Regions from separate parts of the Zea mays genome. Here regions 1 and 3 are each linked to region 2. Evidence: chromatin contacts called from public Hi-C data. All regions are on one chromosome and are shown on one strand. Each heading gives the region's core, a stretch centred on a gene start, on an enhancer-like site or on the middle of the called end of the contact. The rest is flanking DNA. Distances are from core to core; before and after follow the strand shown.

What was found. A called contact is a pair of places that touch in the nucleus more often than the background predicts.
Region 1: a Hi-C map of tassel shows a contact between it and region 2, with 2.4 times the contacts expected there. The contact joins the enhancer-like site here to the promoter of LOC100381550 in region 2. A contact is called at or near these places in 2 of 25 Hi-C or Micro-C datasets (leaf and tassel).
Region 3: a Hi-C map of ear shows a contact between it and region 2, with 2.0 times the contacts expected there. The contact joins the promoter of LOC103164614 here to the promoter of LOC100381550 in region 2. A contact is called at or near these places in 2 of 25 Hi-C or Micro-C datasets (ear and tassel).

The regions. Positions count from the first base shown.
Region 1 is chr10:132,489,503-132,493,013 of Zm-B73-REFERENCE-NAM-5.0, reverse strand. The region is part of intron 13 of LOC103641836; the gene reads right to left. Among protein-coding and RNA genes, the nearest start is that of LOC103641836, 19 kb to the right of the region's middle. Within about 2 kb of position 1,458, at least 17 of the 20 cell types and tissues checked have an H3K27ac peak or open chromatin away from gene starts, as enhancers often do. A contact at or near this core is called in tassel, where this site is marked.
Region 2 is chr10:132,626,716-132,630,435 of Zm-B73-REFERENCE-NAM-5.0, reverse strand. It overlaps LOC100381550, which reads left to right and starts at 2,362. Exons shown (of 25, transcript NM_001353555.1): 1 at 2,362-2,491. The coding sequence starts at 2,412.
Region 3 is chr10:132,791,067-132,794,853 of Zm-B73-REFERENCE-NAM-5.0, reverse strand. It overlaps LOC103164614 (Putative RING zinc finger domain superfamily protein), which reads left to right and starts at 1,819. Exons shown (of 9, transcript XM_008665161.3): 1 at 1,819-2,277; 2 at 3,541-3,787. The coding sequence starts at 3,583.

The DNA of each region.
Region 1 (3,511 bases), core at 209-2,708, 140 kb after region 2:
GGGGATTCCTATTTTTGGGCTAGATTAATGGAAGTGAAAGATTACTTTTTGAGGTTTGGGACTTTCACAATAAGGAATGGTTCTCAGTTTAGGTTCTGGGAGCACATCTGGTTGGGTACATCGAGCCTACGTGACCAATACCCTTGTTTGTACCATATAGCTAGACATAAACATGTGAGTGTGGCTGACATCTTCAACACTTCGCCTTTGAATTTGTCTTGGTGTAGAGATCTGATAGGACATAAATTAGTAGTGTGGAACGATCTAACTCCACGACTTGCTGATGTAGTTCTATCGGATGAACAAGATGGATTTCGATGTAATATGTGAGTAGATGGACAATTCTTTGTGAAGTCACGTTACACTGGCTTAATTCACCTAGATGTACCCAACCTTAATAAAAAGATTATGGAAACTAAAGGCCCAAAATAAAAATATTCCTTTAGTTTTTACGAAAAGGCACAATATTAACTAAGGATAATCTAGCAAAGTGAAAAGGCACAATATTAACTAAGGATAATCTAGCAAAGTGAAATTGGAATTGCAACGTGTTGGCAAGTTGTTCACAGAACCTCATTTCTGCTTGCTGTTCAAAAGATGGTCAAGATTAGCAAGTTGTTCACAGAACCTCGTTTCTGCTTGCTGTTCAAAAGATGGTCTAGATTTTTGCATGCTTCCTCGTCTTGCATGTCGCATTTAGTGGATGTGGTGATCTGAGGGATCCCAGAACATGCCTGGTTTCGTTCCTCGGCGGAGGTCATCCTAATGGACTCATATTGCATTGAAGAAGTTCATCCAGATACCCTGATGAAGAAAGATCTTTCATCCTACGTGGTGCGAGCGTGGTGCTTTGATCCAGCAATATTACAACGGAAATTGGCGCTTCACATATTGGAAAAAGGGTTGCAGGTTGAAGAGAGGAGATCTCTATCATATGGTATCAGTGTCAATGTAATTCTCGCGGATAATACGGACGCTGCCTTGAGGTCCTGGCCTCCTTTCCTTCCGGCGGACGGTCATCTTCCTAGGGACTTTGATGATCACGACGAGCGGGATCGGCGGATCCTCATTCTTGGCGTCCGGACGGTTCCCTGACAGGCGGTGGTCGGTTCACCTCCGGCTTGGACCACAGCCGCCGCATGGAAGGGGGGAGTCTCGCGTGCTCCTGGGGAATCGGACTCATCACCCCCGGTTCTTTTGGGTGCACCGCCGGAGCAATCAATCTTCCTGAAGGGCGCGGGGCAAAGGAGATCCTGACAGAAGATTTGGGGCTGCCGCGGCTTCCTGATGCCGCTGGCCGGGAGGAAGACGAACAGTTCCCTAGAGGTGGAACTGCAGACAGTGTGAATGGCACGATCGGGTCGCTGATCCCCCCAGGCCGATTTCGCCCCAGCCCTTGGTGACTGGACCGCTGGAATCGTTTGGGCCAAGATCGCCCCTACTGCTGGCCCCTCTTGTCCCCGTTGTCCCACCCTCTGGGTCCGCTCTTGGGCCGCCGGAGACGGGACATGGATCTGACATTAGGCCGTCTGAGGTCTTGTTCGGTTAGCTCTCAATTCATGTGGATTGAGTGAGATTGAGTGGGTTTAAATCTCAAATAAGGCAAAGTTTTTTAAATTTTTTCTAATCTCATTCAATAAATAACCGAACAAGGTATGAGATGGTCTGTGCGCCTGTGGTCTTGCCCCATTCTGTTGGGCCGCCTGAGACGCAGATTACAGTACCAGCCTCGCACCATTCTCTTCTTGAAGAACTGAACCGTGATGGTGATCAAGCTATTCAGTCAGCTTCTACTGTAGATCCCAGTTCCTTTCCTGGGCAAGCTGATCTGCATTCAAGTAAAACCAAGCTCAAAGTTTACTCAAGAAGAAAAGGTGGACCAACTCAGGAGATACAAGTGGCCCCTAACCCCTCGAGTGTTGGGGCTCCCATCCTGGACATGGCGGATGGTACAAGCAGTTTGATCACAGACATCTCAGTACCTCTGGTCGATCCATCAACCTTCATTAGCAGGATCAACAAGAGGTCTGCACATCTTCTTCCAACGCCTAGGGCTGAACAGAGGAACCTGAATTCTCAGACTATGACTGTGCCTCGACGCAGTAGGCGCGTTGCTGGGATTGGCGTCGAATTTTCCATGCAAGAATGGCGCAACAGGTCTTCTAGGAAGGCTATGGGGGCTCTGCATATAATCAAGGAATCTGATGGAGTTAATCCTGAAGCACTGATGGGGTTAGTTCTGCAGACAGGATGGACAACCGTGGTGGTTAACTTGTGTATATGGGCCCTAGGGGGATGCTGAGAAAATTCTTTTTCTCCTAGAACTGAGAAATGTCAGGGCAGCTTGTGTTGGACCTTGAGTGGTAGCAGGAGATTTAAATCTAATCTATAAGACTAGTGACAAAAACAACTCCAACCTCAACAGAGCCATGATGGGTTGCTTTAGGACTCTGATTAGCAATCTTGCCCTTAGAGAAATTCAGTTACATGGAAGAAAATTCACCTAGTCAAATCAGCAAGATAACCCGGTGCTTGTGAAGTTGGATAGAGTTCTTTGTTCTGCTGATTGGGAAGCCTTCTTCCCAAATGTGCTCCTGCCCATGTCTTCTTCCCAAGATTCAGATCATTGTCCTCTGATTCTAGGGCTGAAGGACAATACTTTTGGCAAGAAAAGGTTCCACTTTGAATCTTTCTGGACAAGAATGGAAGGTTTTTAGGAGGTGGTGTTGGATGCTTGGAACTCTATAGTGCCTACTAGTTGTCCCTAAATCTGGATAAGAAACTCAAGGAAACAGCCAGAAGATTTGAAACAGGTGGGGCATATAGTCTCTCAGCTTTCCTTGGCAAAGGAGCTGCTTCACAGATTTGAAATAGCCCAGGATCGCAGACCTCTTAGTCCTGCTGAGAACTGGCTAAAAAACAAACTCAAGAAACAGTCCTTACTTTTGGCCTCCTTCAAAAGAACAATGGCAAGATTACGTTCAAGAATCACATAGATAAAGGAAGGTGATGCAAACACTAAATATTTCCATATGCATGCTAGATATGACCATGTGGAGGGATGGAGAAAATTTTGTCACTAGCCAAACTGATAAAGCTGCACTGGTGGACCAATTCTACTCCAACCTCATTGGGCAGTCTGGGTTCAGGGAGAGAACCATTGACCTGGAAGCCCTTGGTCTTCCAACTCATAACCTCTCAGCTTTGGATTACCCTTGTACTGAGCAGGAGGTGTGGGAAACTATAAGGAACCTTCCTTCAACTAAGGCCTCTGGGCCGGATGGTTTTACTGGGAGATTTTACAAGGCTTGTTGGAACATTATCAAAGTCGAGGTGCTAAATGCAATTTCTGCAGTCTGGAACAGTAATTTCACAAAGTTGGACAGACTAAATTCTGCTTTTATTACAATGATCCCAAAGAAAGATGATGCAGATCAAGTGAAAGATTTCAGACCTATTAGTTTGGTGCACAACTTTGCTAAGCTGGTAACTAAAATCCTAGCCAACAGGC
Region 2 (3,720 bases), core at 1,113-3,612:
TTGTTGGAGCGAGGGCCAACTCAATCTCCTCCGTGGAGAGCCACAAGTTCGCCTCGATCAGTGGCTCGAAGACCTGAAACGCCAAAAACAAGAAATCGGATCACACCCAACGTGAACACGTCAAAAATACAGTGTACATGGAAACACTAAACAAAGACACTTCATAGTAAATTCAGTACTTGATCATTGTCAGGTGCACATTGCATTCTGGAACAATAGCTCGAACCAGTCTAGTCTGCCAAAATAACAATCGCCATTTTGTCTACGCATTGCATAAACATCAAATTCCACAAAACAACCCGAGAACTTCCTGATATATGAGGACTTGTAATAGTGTTACTAATTTTAGATGATGGACAATAGAGCCAAGAATTAACACGGGAAATTGCAAAATTCAATACCTTTCTGATGCCAAGGGGCCGTGGAGCAGCAAATCTCAAGGTCACTAAAGAAAGCACGCTAAATGATTAACTCTAATGAACTCAGATAGGAGAAAGAGGTGGGAGTACATTACCTTGAGGCCAAGCAGGCGAAACTCGCAGGCATAGAGGAAAGGATAAGCAACGACCAAATCAAACACAAACGAGCCTTACACAAGTAGATCAAACACACCCACGCACATCGACGACGTGGTAGTGGCAATAGGACCCTCCAGACTCGCTCGTACTCGGGGGCGACGTTGCAATGGCCAAAGTCGAAGGTGATGACGATGTCAAGGTCGCCATGGGCATGGTCTAGTTGGGGAGGTCGAAGGCGATGACGATGACATGGTCATCGTGGACGCGTACAAGCCCTCGACGTCATCTGGGTCATTGCAGACGAGGAGGAGGTTGGGGATCCGATGACGTGATCGGGCTCAAAGTAAGAGCAGGAGTCGGACAAGAGCGTGATGACTCGCTCGTCGTTGGATGACGAGGCGAGGATGACCCACTCGTCGCCGGAGTCCTGGTCCGAGTGTATGGCAAGCAAAGGCGAACGCTGTATCGGTTGGGCCGTAGTCGAGGGTGAGATCACTGTTACGAGGCTGCGTTGACATTCGGAAGGGAAGAGGATAGGACGAGACGAAATGCATAAAAGTTTATTCATTTGTTGCTGTGCTTATCCCACTACATGATGAAATATTGTATGGTTGTTAGATAAGGCGTGGGGAGAAAAATAGACCTACATGTTTCGCGCGTGATGTAAGACACACAATACACAATGGTGGAAACTCATGCTTTAAAATAGCAGAAATAACTCAGTTAAAGTATACAAAGGAAGTTAAATATGAGGGATAGTTGGAGAGGAGGTGAAATAGAGAAAGGAGAAAATATTTAAATATGGATAGAAATTCGAAAGTACGATTGTACGAATAAGAGACCCGGGAGGGTGAACCATTGGAGCCTAAGCTACAACACTATTTTTAGGGCTAGTTTGATAACTCCATTTTTCTAAGCGAAGTATATTTTATCAAAAGAAAATAAACTAGTTTCCTTTAGGTCTAGTTTAGCAACTCTATTTTTCGAGGGATTCTCATTTTCTAAGGGAAGATGAACTAATTTTCTTTGGAAAAATAAAATCTTTTGGACAAATAGGGTTGCCAAACTAGCCGTTAGAAAAATAAAAATCCCTTAGGCCCGTTTGTTTTATTGGAATTGAATTCCATTCTAATAATCACAATTTAGACACAAACTACTTGAGTTAATATATTTGTATATATAATATATTTGTATATTATCCTAAATCATATGAGAGAGACAATTATACACCACGCTTATGCTATAGACAAGCAAGTAGAAGAGTGTGCTATAAGTTATATATTAGAAAAGTAGCATGTAAATCTATAGAACTATATTCCATTTATTATCTTATGAATTTGAGATAGACTTATATATAAAAACTTTGAAAAGTTGTGGACTGTTGTATTCTAAAAAAATAACATATTCCATTAGTTAGATTTCAAATTTTAAAAATGAAGAAAAACAAACGGGCCAATAAAAAATGGAAAAAATGAGCTTGCCTTAAGGAAAAAAACGAGACAATGTACTTGCTCTTATACCTCGTCACGGCCCATGGGCTAGATCGCCATTCGCGTCAGCACCAACTAACCCGCCCCTCGCCTACCGCATCAATTGACGCACGCCTCCTGCGGCAGATCCGCAATTCCGCAGCCCGCACACGAAAACCAGGCGAGACAGTTTGGGTATCCTGTGAACCCGGCCTCCCCGGCCATCAGCAGTGCCCCCCGGGCCCCGGTCTATTCAGCTATTCTTCTCGTGCTCCCACCTCTCTCTCTCTCTCTCTCTCTCTGCTTACCTCAACTTGGGGAACGCGCACGGCCGTTCCACATACGCCGAGACTCCGACAGACTCAGCTCCCAGGGTTCTGTTCCTTTCCCCCACAATCGTACGCTTCCGCTCGAAGCTTCCGCCATGAGCGAGGACGAGGCTGAGAGCTCGAGCTCCGGCGCGGCCGCGAGCGAACCCAAGGATCCGAGAACGATCGCTCGCAAGTAAGCGCACCTTCCTATTATTCTTCTGATCTGTTTTTAGATTTTCACGCGGAGGGCCGGCCGGCATATTTGTCTGCGCGGTTTCTATGGGAGTGATGGATTTTTGTTTTGTTTATTTTTGTGCGAGACCATAGATTCGTTGTGTGTATTGCTCATCTGTCGAAGTTCGTGAAGGTTTTAGGCAGGTTTCTGAGACGCGATTGTTTTTTTGTCCTCCCTGCCATTTAAACTTACTTTTCACGCCCGGATTTTCCCCATTTTTATATTGTTTGACAGAAGCGTTTCGTGAGAGAGTTAGTATAAGTTGCGATTGGGACGCCTTCTCCACTAGGGTAGTCCGAGAATAATTTTCACCAAAACAACAGGAACTAAAAGCACTCGTAGAATTAGACGTTTAAGTATAACCAAAATTCATTTTTTGTTACAGAAAACATGTTTATTCCGAGGAATACGTAAGAATACTCCTGCCGCCGCTCTCAAAGGCTGCAGCCACCTGTTGCGAAGATCGAGAACGTGATATCCCTTTCAATCACTAGGATTCGGTCCTGTTGGTCGCCTGCTCAACATTAAAAGCACGTCCACAACCTGTCTACGCAATTACTTTTATGACAATGCAACACGCCAGATAAGGGAGAACGTGTCAATGCATAAATGAACAATGCAGAAGTGAAGGCGGCTGTTTTGACTGCTGCAGCTGCAATATGGGTGTTTGATTTGGCTTTTGGCTTTAACTTTTGCCCCCTAAAAGCCAAAAGCCAAACCAAAGGGCTGGATCCAGGAAGAAGTTTTTTTTTCTAAAAGCCGACTTTTTTGTAGTGCAAAACTGAAAGCACCCCTGAATCTGCTTTTAGTGGCTTTCGGATGGAATTTTAAAAACATATATCGAATAACTTTTAACGGTTTTTAGTGGTTTCCACCAAAAGGTTTTTAGCTTTTTAACAGCTCAAAGCCCGCAACAGCTTTTTCCACGGCTCATAACCTACAACATTTTTTTCACGGCCACAACCCAACCAAACAGGCCCTATATAGAGACAAAAATATTGTAGAAGCAGTAGAAGCCGGTTTAAATCCAAGCGAACAGGCTTGCTGCATGTAGCAGTGTGAGACCTAAGTGTTTTTTTCCTTAAAATATTGTCAGACAAATTAGCGTCACTCTGCTGCATTACCTTATAGCTTTTGTTAACCAAGGATTTTCTCTATTTCTTTCAAATAATACTGGGAGTATGGAC
Region 3 (3,787 bases), core at 570-3,069, 160 kb before region 2:
AATAGAAACATGAAACCTGTCAGTGTAATCTGGAAAACAAATGCATCAATACTCAGGATTTCAACAAAAGAAGCACAGTTCATTGTAACAAAATGTGAATTGAACTCTTACCATGTTCGGTCTGCAGATCATCCCAGCATTAGTCAACCAAACAATGAATAAAAAGATAATGTTAGCACTCAGCGTGGATAGCTAGGAAAAAGAAGCGACAGCTTGATGTGTGCAAGCATTAGGTTGAAGGATGTTTGGAGCTCTGATTCAATCAATTAATCAATGAAGTGATAAATCTAAACGACGTACTTGCATCTGAAATTTTATAGAAGCAGATGCGGAGGCAGTAAGACAGAGGAGAAGGGGACAACCGTCTTGGTGGTGGACATCAGCTACCCGCTAGGGACACCACTCACCTGGTACCCTTCAATCACAACAGGATCCAGTTCACCCTAGCGGGCGTGTACGACAGGATTCAGGCGCTGCAGGATCACGACGCAGATATCAACGGTGTGACCCCCGCTATGGCCCTTATCGAAGAGCGAGACAGCGACGCCGAGCGGCACCTCCAAGAGGAACGATGCCTTTCTGGTCCCAAACAGGAGGCATGAGACCCTGCTGTCGGACACGGTGATGATGGAGATCTCTGTGACTCGCGCTCTGGTGTCACCTGTCTTCGCCAGGGTCGTTGGAGATGAAGTCGGCGACTGCTCACCGATGGGGGCGAAGTTCCCTACGATCTGCACGACCGGGTCCGCTGACGGAGACTTGAGGCGGGGCCGCTCGAGTTTGTTGTCGATGGAGCTCGGCGGCGGTTGAATGATGCCAAGGCACCCAGGCGGTTTTGATCCACGCCGTCGACCCCATTACCGGTGAATGAGCGGAGTAAAAGGCGAGCACGAGATGGTGAGCGAAGCTCCCAACAACCGCGGACGTGAGGCGCTCGCCCGAATCATCCTGGATATTGCTCCCGTCTCTCTGCCTCGCATGAACTTGCGTGGCCTCGGAGGAGCCCGGCGACCGCCCTCCCAGCGGCGGCTTGGTCGCCGAGGCTGGCACGACGCCGTCGTCTGATCTGGATCGGGAGATGGGCAGCGAGGCCGGCGCCGAGCGGACGGGCACAGGCCCGTCGTCGTAGGAGACCGATCGGCCCATCTCGAGGCGCGCCAGGGCGGGGTCCCCGGCGAGCCCCAGCATCTGGAGCAGCTTCCGGCGCCGCTCCTGCACGGGCGCCGGCTCGGACGTCCACACGTCGAGCGCCGCGGCGGTTGCGCGGGGGCGGGCGGGGGCACGACCTTGCCTCTTGTGAACGCGTCCCTTCCAGGGCGGCGAGCAACACGGACGCCAGGCGAGGAGGTGGGGCGGCGAACACGGTCGGTGGCTGTTGCGTGGGGAGGGGTGGATTTGGTGAAGCCGGGCGGATCGGAGACTGCGGGGAAGGAAGAGGATCGGACGAGGGTAACGGGGGTGGGGGGCACCGGGGCAGGGGCCATCCCTCGCATCTCCAACCTCCGGGGCGGGGATCGGGCGATGGGATCGGACGACTGGCGGCGGTGGGGGATCGAGCGGCTGGTGATCGAACGGTTGAAATTGCAGAACAATGGAATGGACGGTTGAGGTTGCAGGATGGCAGAATGGTAGAACGGCAGGAGGCAGACTACTATTACACTCTTAATAGGTAGTATAGATTTAGTTATTTGAAGATGCGTTTGTAGGAATAAATGTGCACTCACTGCACTGTGATACCCGGTCTCGTAAAAAATACTTGCAAGAAAAAAAAATCCGAAAGGCACTAGAGTCGCCTCGGAGAAGCTGTTCCACAGGCCCACGGGCCAAATGCGATGACAACAGGGCCTGGTTGGGCGTGCCTACGTGCGTCAGCATGTTCCTCCCTGCCATGTACACTTGCATCTGCATACCTTCTTCTTGACCTCAATCGTAACGTTTGACGCCAGAAACCGTCGTGTATCACACAGCCGGATTCACCCATAGGCCCACCGATTCCCATATGGAGCCCACCAAAACCCAACCCATTACCTGATCCCAGGCGGCAGCGGAAACGCAAGGAGAGGGGCGGCGATGATACAGTAGATTTCAAACTCAAACTGACCACCAGAGAGAGATAGAGGGGAGAGATCGGAGAGGAAGGACGTTTGGAGCAGGCGGCTATTGCAGGCTTTGCAGCCGCCGTCCTCCTGATTCGGGCCCCCCTCCCCGGATCGCTCCAGATTCGCACGATTTGGGGATCGTGCGTTTCGCCATCAGATCGGGAGAAGAAAAATCAAGGTAATCTCTGTCGATGTCGTCAGATTATTACGTGCTAGGGTTTCCAACTGCGAATTCCATGAGTTTTGGGCTGTGTCGCCACATTTCGCGTCCTCTCCCAATCGCCTCCCCGTCACAGCGTTTCCTCTTCCTCCACGCCGCGGTCCTTCTCCGCGGCTTTTGCGCTCCTTTCCATCTCCGTCCGATACGATGCGATGGGACCGCTGTTGTTCTTCTCCATTCTGTCGCGGCGTAGACGAATCTCAACCCTAACGCGCTGAAGGCAGGTCTGCACCGGCCTGGTAGCGCTGTCTCGTGGAGCTATCTCTAGAGGGGATAAGCAGGTGAGGCGAAGCCGCCATTTTTTCATATGACAACCGTACTTTTGTACGCCGCAGGTATGGTGGTGGCAAAAGTTATTGTGGACCAGTAGGGGTAATAGGGCCTTCTGGCCAGCACTGGAGTTGTCACTGATAGTAAACTTCAGCTTAAGAGTGATAAGATTTATAATTTGATGTTATATTTACCTGTAACTCTGGGATGTGTGAAATGTGTTCTAAGTTGTCGTTTGATGTTACCAGTACAACATAGTAGCTGATTTGGGAAAACGTGAAAGCTAGGTTATGTTGTTTTGAATTGTTTTAAGTACAAAGTCATTTGTAACAACTCGACAGTATATTGCACTTCAAAATTAAGCAAGCTGTTACATACTAAATATGCTCAATGCTAACTGTTTTTTTTTGTCTTGAACCCTCAATCCTATTTGGCTAGGATAAACTTTTCTGAAAAGCATTATTTTTAAAGAAAACATTCACCTAGTTTAGTTTATTGTCCTGCTTCTGTTGTTTTTTGGTATCTGACTAGCTGTATCCAGTTCCAGTACAACTGTTGCGATCTTGTCCTACACCCATACTTCTAATCACACCACACCATCCCCTAGTCTACCTGCTTCCACGTCCCAACCTTCCTTTTTCCCCCTCTGCTGTCACCTGCTATTCTATCCATGACTATATCGCCATGAGCTCTCTCAACATCCCTGTATCACTACCATGCTATCATCGTCAAAGTCAAATGTTCCCATTGTTAGAGCCATGCGCTTTTGTTATCTTGATGTGTAACAGTCGTGCTTCCTGCTTTAAGATCCCCAATCAAGCTTTTGCATGTTCTTATTTCTTATTGGTTTCCTTTCTTGTTTATATAGGTCATGTTCTCATTATAGTGTTAATACTTGTTTTGTAAAGTAACCATTGGAAAAAGTGTTGAATCTTAAGTTTGCATGCACAGGTGAAGGGGCAAGTTTCTGCAACTTAAATAAATAGAGTGAATATGACTGACATGAATTCTGATGAGATTCTTGAGGTTCCTGACACTCCTGACCGATTACAGCAGTCAAAATACCATGTTTCCAGCTCTATTGTTGGGAGGGATGGTACAATGGCAGCTGCTAATCCATCACCACAGCGCAAATTTAGAATTAGATTCAAGAACAATTCCGTGCAAGGTTCATCAAGTCAAAATAATGGTTGTAGCA